2 separate regions of the Zea mays genome follow, and region 2 is linked to region 1. Evidence: chromatin contacts called from public Hi-C data. All regions are on one chromosome and are shown on one strand. Each heading gives the region's core, a stretch centred on a gene start, on an enhancer-like site or on the middle of the called end of the contact. The rest is flanking DNA. Distances are from core to core; before and after follow the strand shown. Region 1 holds the start of LOC100382859. Region 2 holds the start of LOC103636489.

Region 1 (3,555 bases), core at 682-3,181:
CCTGCTAAAGAAACTAGAGCAAATTTTTTCGTGAGGAAAAATGACTTGCAATTGCAACAGAGCATCCACCATGGTTTCTTGCCTCCAGTATCAAAAAGGAAAGTAGCTTCAGCATACAAAAGTAATACTAATAAACATTTGAGATGGAGACATATGTATCAAACACAGAACTTCCATGACCATCTATTATTAAACTTCCTTAGTCAACTGATTCAGGAACATCGTTAAAGAATTCCAAGTAAGAAATAGAAAAAATCAAACCATCTGGAAGACTTTTGGGAAGAAGAAAGGGAAAAGATGCTGCCTGAAATACAAGACTTGGTAACATATGAAATGTGTTCATGATTGAATTGGTTGATAACTGAAATCAACAACATGCAAAGCTGCAACAGAATTTTGGTCAAAAATATGTTTCATTGGGGACAGAGCTGTCCGGTTCAATCCCAATCAAGGTGGCACATAAGTGCTCCTAACTTCCCGGGAGTGTTTAGATCACCTGCCATTTTGACGACACCTCAAACAGCCTGCTCATACGAAATTGTTGTACTAAGAACTGGGGACTCCTCACAGCATGGCCAAATACTATTGAGATGGAAACAAAAAAAAAACACTGGACTAACGATCAAACCAGCAGTATTATGGATGTCATCCATTTATACTCAAGAAAATTCTTTCATGTTATGACCTATGATCGCATCAGAGCTTGCCCATGCCAATTTCACAGAAGGGAGGGAAGGAATTCAGAAGCAGGCGAGCTGCATCTTGCCCATATTAGAACTGTGACTACTTATATAAACTGACACACGGCCCAAGCTTATCTGTTACTGCTCCGTTTTAGGGGGTGTTTGGTTTCTAGGGACTAATGTTTAGTCCTTACATTTTATTCCATTTTAGTTCCAAAATTGCTAAATATAGAAACTAAAATTTTATTTTAATTTCTATATTTAGCAATTTATAGACTAAAAAGGAATAAAATGAAGGGACTAAAGTCTATAGAAACCAAACACCGCCTTAGTAACATCTCCGCCGGATCAATCATGATTCCTCGAGGAGGGGGAAAAGATCAAGTACTCAAGTGCGCAACTACCAGCTTACTTTCCCAGCACACCGTAATGGGAAAGCAGGCTGGACAAACACGGTGTAGCAGATCAGCGGATGAAAGACGAGGAACAGAGATACGGGTATTACCTGCAGGAGCGGGCGACGAGGCGGAGGGCGTCCGTTGAGAAGCCGGAGCACTTGTCGAGCTTGAGCACCTGTAGCATGTGGCCGCGCGCGCGGACGAGCACGGCGATGTCCTCGTCGGTGACGGTCATGCGGCGCAGGTGGAGCGCCTTGAGGCAGTCGAGCGGCGCGGCGAGCTCGGCGACCCAGGGCGCCGCGTAGGCGCCGAAGTCTTCGGGGATGAGCCCGTACATGGCGGCGCGGGGCCTCCCCTTGAGCGCGAGCGACTCGAGCCGCCGGAACCTGGCGAGCAGCCGCGCGGGCTCCACGGCGTAGCAGAAGCCGACGGTGACGTGCTTGCGCGAGAGCGCGTCGATGCGGTGCCAGCGGCGGCACACGAGCGAGGCCGCCTCCCGGTCGCGCGGGTCGTCCACGTAGCCGAGCACGAGGTGCAGCGCCTCCTCGGGGACGCCGCCGCAGCCGAAGCTGAGCGAGCGGCTCAGCCGGCGCGGCTCCGGCACCTCGCCGCCCATCGGGTCGGGGTCGGAGAGTGAATCGGCTACCGCGCGGGGCCGGCTCGCCGGAGATCTAGGCCGAGCGTGGGCATGGAGATTTTTGCTGTCCCCTGCCGCTGTGATTTTTGCAAAGGGTGAGGGATGAGGGACGGGGATTAGAGAGCCAGCAAGCGTTTACTCCGTTCCTGCGCCGATCAGGATCAGCTGGTGGTGCCGCGCCACGTAAGCACCCGGGTGGCGGAGGTGAGGTGTGATAAATGGCGTCGCCCGCCGGGCGCAGCCACAAGCAGCTAAAAAGGCATTTTGTCTGGTCCCCTGTCTGTGTTAAGAGAGTCGATTATGTTATGCCTAGCAAGGACTGACTTGTTTTTATGTGAATCTAAAAGGTTATTTGGATTCATATAACCAATAGCGACCAGTTAAAAACTAGCTGAGTGTTCATTTAGATCTTTTAACTAATGGATTTAGGTAATACGGTATCTTACATGTAATCCAGATGGATGGATACAAACAGTCAAACAGACACTAATTAGACGCGTTGCGAGGTATTAGGGTTCAAAACATGACCCATTCCAAATTTACCAGCAAGATAAAAGCATATAGAGGAGAGGTGTGTGGTAATGTGAAGCTTGGAAAAGACAATGAAAAAAACAATTGGTAACGGCTAATTATATATTTATATGGTATGATGTCTAGCACAGACGTTGGATTTGGTCCGCAATATACAATTAGTAGATAAATCTGTCTTGTCTTCTGCTGATTTGCGTTGTGTACCATAATGCTGTCAACGGATCCCTTCGTTGCCTTGTCTTTGGTTGAGACTTGTTCTATATATATCTAGTTGCCTGATCATCCAAGTTTAATTTAGAGGTGTCCTTTTCGGTAGACCACCATTGCTAAGAATGACAATACAAAATTTGGAGGAGACCAGTCTACAAGCTATGAGATGACAACATCGATCATTGAACTTGTACCAGCATCTATACAGTTGTTCAATATAGTAGCATAATATAGCGTGATAAATCTATTGCTAAGTATTCAGATGGCTGCCTAACTTGTCCACTAGAACTTCACTCCAAGTTGGGAAATAAATGTGAGGCTAATCTAGCATACTCTTCGCCCCCCCCCCCCCCCCCTATGATTTTGTCTTGTTTCTGCTGTGATACTTCAATTCAATAACAGGTCCCACTTGGAATGTCAGAATTGAAAGCCAACCCATTAATCATAATTTACGAATAGATTCATTAAGCTAAAATGGTTGCATATGCAATATACATGTATGCTACTCTTGACCACATAATACTTTTATACTGCACTGCTGCTACACACATGAATAAGCTAAAGAACATGGTATACATTGCGGAGCAAAAATAGAGTATAGAAATAATCTATTTCTGCCTCCCACCTCATAAATTTAAGGTTACAACAATTCCTTCGTCCTAAATCATAGCACATTTTGATATTTCTAGATTCATAGCTGAAACATATATATCTATGTGCATAACAAAAGTTATAAATATATGTAGAAAAGCTGAAACATTTTATAATTTACAACATATGGAGTATTTGGAATTTTGGATCCATAGAGCTAAATAGGCATTTGCTGATAATTAGCTCCTTGGATACAAAAAGATATAGGTAATTGTTAGGTATACCTAACTAACAACTATTTTACTAATTGGATCAAACTATCTAATAGCAGTTAATATTAACTATGTACTATTAATAACGATGGATCTAGACATGCTCTTAAGGGCTTCTTTGGTATGCAGGAATTTCGGAGGAATCGTATAGGAGTTTTACATTAATCAGTTTATTTTTCACAAGAAAAACGCAGGAGACGAAAAAAAATCCTCCGTTTCAAAGGAGCCCTAAG
Region 2 (3,555 bases), core at 544-3,043, 310 kb after region 1:
ATATTGTCGTTATCGTGTCGTCGTTGCAGCCCGGAATTACCGAATCAAAATTGTGTTTCTGCAGGTTTTACCTTTTGTCAATTGTTGCAGTTGGTGTCAAGACATATGATCGGATCGGATCGGATGCTTTGTTGCTTCGCGTCGTTGCAGAGCCCGTGACCAGGCTGACGTTGCAGCAGCAGTCAGCGCTCGGCAGAGTCGCACGCTCCGGCGCGCTGGACTGGACTGGATGGACTATGGAGTGGGCTGAGGCCGGTGTGGAGAATGGACCGTTCGTTCGTTGGGTACCGGCAGGTTAGCAGTATGGCTAGCTCTCAAGACTAATTGTTCACACACAGATGTTGGTGTTGCCACGAGAATCCTGTCCGCGTCGCGCCGCTGCCTAATCGGGCTCCGTCGAGGACAACGTTTACCAGGAAACGGAGCGCTCCTCGCGTCTCCGTCAAGAACAACATGTCGCTACCTCTTGCAGTCTTCATCGAACCAGTGAGGAATAAAACAGACGCCTTTAATTTGTGACTCCATACCGCACATTCAGGGATCCTTGGTTGCGCTGTGGTCATTCTGACAAAGAGATAGAGAGAGAGAGAGAGAGAGAGAGAGAGAGAGAGAGAGAGAGAGAGAGAGAGAGAGAGAGAGAGATAATCGGCGTTCAATAATCGACCGGCACCCCGTGGTGCCGCCATGTACAACATGATGAGGCGGGTAAGCAAAGTGGGTTCACGAGCACCAACACGAAGCAAAGTGCGCGTGTCAACCTGATTAGACCACCACCAAACCTGGATGGATTCCTTCCCCACTCGGGACGGGACGATGTTGGCCTTCACCTGCCTGCCCGATGGACAGAATCACACACAACTCAACACATGGGCAACGATGAGACGCCAAGTAGCAGAGAACAGACATGAAACGACGAGATGGGAGGATCAGCTAGTCGTCGTCGTCGTCCCTGTTACGAATTCCCGGTCCTGCACGGCGGCCGGGCGTGTCGTCCGTATATATGTACCCGGCCGGGCGATGTGAACAAGCGGGAGGAGACGAGAGCAAGGCGAATTAGGACAAGTCTTCGGGGTCAGACATGAACATGAAGGGCGTACTATGCAAATACAAACATGAACATGAACGCGTCGTCGTAGCTACGTGCCCAGCTGACTTTTCAAGGGTCGCAGTCAAGCAGCTGACACGGCGCTGGGGGCCTGGGGCCGGATAAAAACCGGGGCGTTTCGCTCGTGTCGGGGCTACGTCAAAGCGGGAGAGATAGAACTCGGTCAGCGCGTCGTCACTTGCACTAACACCCGTTTAATCGTCGTCCCTACATACCCACCAAAATGGTCATCGTTTTTTTTTTTGGTTTGTTCCGGTTAAAGCAAGGAATCAGGCGCGCTAGCACTAGCACTAGCACTAGCACGTCGGGACCACATCCACTGACAGTGCGGAATGAATGTGACAATCACAGTAGTACAGTGCGCATTAATCACAGTAGTACATCGTACGGGCCTGGCACCTTCAGCTAGTTTCCATTGAGCTACTTCCACGTGTCTGCGCGTGCAGGAACTATACCTGCTTCTTCGCTTCACGTGTGCTGCTGCTCGGCCATGCCGGTTGCCTGTAACGGCGAATTCGGACCAGTGTCCATCTCAACCTCGGGGAGAAACAGAAGAAGAACCGGACGGGATGCCCACGGGGTCCTGGGAAATTCGAACACGTCTCCACGAGCCGCGCAGTGCGCCAAATGATTGCGTCCTCCGATCGGGTCCCTCGGCTTCGCTGCTCTACACCACCCGCGCACGCGCCCGTCACAGCCCGCGATAAACGAAAGAGATCCTGGACAGGGAAAGCGAGCCCGTGCGGTGTGGTCGAGCCAGCCAGCCAGCGAACATGGCACAGTGGAGGTGGCAACGACACCGGTGAGGCGAGCCTGGTTCCTGAAGAACTCGCTCGCCTGCTCTGCCTCCCTCCCTCTCACAAAATCACCAGGGGTTGCGGGCTGTGGCCCTGGAGGGCAGGGCATGCACGCGCGCGCACGACCGACGACCCCCTCGTGCAAGCTGCAAACCACCACCCCACCTCGCCCCCACGTTCCCTTACGTGCCCTCCCGTCCAGCGCCGCGCGGTTGCCCATCGAAGCGGCCAAGGCAGGGCGCCAGCGCCACCCGGCCCGGCCCCTTCTCCTGCTTCTGCTTGCTCTGGTCTCCCTCCTCCTCGCGATCGAGCTCCCGCGCTTGGCTTGGCTTGGCTGCGCACTTGTCTAAAGTCTAAACCAAAGCCGCTCCGGCCATGGTCGCGTCGCCGTCACCCACACCGTCGGCACCCTCGTCCTCGCCCTGCAGCTGCAGCAGCAGCAGCAGCTGCAGCCCCGTCACGTCCGGCGCGGCGCACCGCCGCCGCCTCCCGGACTTGCCCGCCGCAGCGGACCGCTCCGGCGGGGCGGCGCGTGCGAGGGCCCTGTTCTTCGCCCGGAGGGCCAGCGGCAAGCGGGCGGCGGCCGTGCTCGACCAGGCCTGGGCGCGGAACGCGGTGGCGTGCCTGCTCGGCGCCGCCGTCGTCGTCGGCCTCGTCACGACGACCTCGCGCCGGGGCGCCGTCGTCGGCGCGGGGATGGGGAGCCGCCTCGTCCGCAGGGCGGTGCCCGCCGAGGCGCTGCGGTTGGGGGAGGAGGAGAACCTCGCCGCCGTGGCTCGCCGCCCGCTCGACGACGACGACCCGCCGCCGTCGGTGCGTAGCTTAGCTCTACTCTCGATCGCCGTTATTGACTGACTGCCCCGTTATGTTTTTCGTCCTGCCATGCACCTCTGCTCACTAGAGGCTGCCGGCTTGGTGTCCGCGTGCATGTTAATCACGCACTAAACTCGCGGCTCTCAGAGCTCTGCATGGGCCTGGCTAGAAACCATTCGAACGTGCCGAGACCCAAACCAAGTCGATGACTGGATGATTTGATCTTCTTGGACTAAAAAACACGACAAGTCTGCTTTCAGTTGCCGTGTTTTGTTACTTCGCTGCGGAATCAAACAACATTAGGATTAGGATACGTAGGCTTGAGAGTCATTTTCGGCCTCTCCTGTGGGTTCAGCGGAACCCTTTGGAAGCAGAACAACCAGATGATGGCCCTGTTTGGCACAGCTGCTGCTTGTTGAAAAAGCAGCTTATCTGATAAGCTGGTGAAAAGCAGCTTCTGCTTGTTGACTGCTTTTAGTGTATTCTGAGAAGCAGCTGAACTGATAAGCTGCTGCAGAAGCTAGCTGTTTGGCAGAACTTTTGCTTAAATTTGTGAAGAAGCTGAAAATAAGCTGTGCCAAACAGGGCCGATAAGCAGCTATGGTGACGACAGTGACACCTTGTCATTTGACAACCAAGACAGAGATACCTAGAGCATGTAACAAATTTTTTTGGCGGTTCCAAGCCGCTAATCCTATCCTTACCGAGCCTCCAAAAAATTCTACATCAAAAAAGAAGAAAGAGAGAGAGAGAGAAAGAAAAAAAAGAATGGACATAAAGTGGGAGTTTACATCAACCGATCCTATCCCCGCAAAGTGCCACTAGTGCTTGTATGACTAC

The links. A called contact is a pair of places that touch in the nucleus more often than the background predicts.
Region 2: a Hi-C map of endosperm shows a contact between it and region 1, with 4 times the contacts expected there. The contact joins the promoter of LOC103636489 here to the promoter of LOC100382859 in region 1. A contact is called at or near these places in 2 of 25 Hi-C or Micro-C datasets (ear and endosperm).

The regions. Positions count from the first base shown.
Region 1 is chr8:173,994,511-173,998,065 of Zm-B73-REFERENCE-NAM-5.0, forward strand. It overlaps LOC100382859, which reads right to left and starts at 1,932. Exons shown (of 3, transcript NM_001352296.2): 1 at 1,189-1,932. The coding sequence starts at 1,697.
Region 2 is chr8:174,307,453-174,311,007 of Zm-B73-REFERENCE-NAM-5.0, forward strand. LOC103636489 reads left to right here and starts at 1,794. Exons shown (of 8, transcript NM_001330558.1): 1 at 1,794-2,715. The coding sequence starts at 2,278.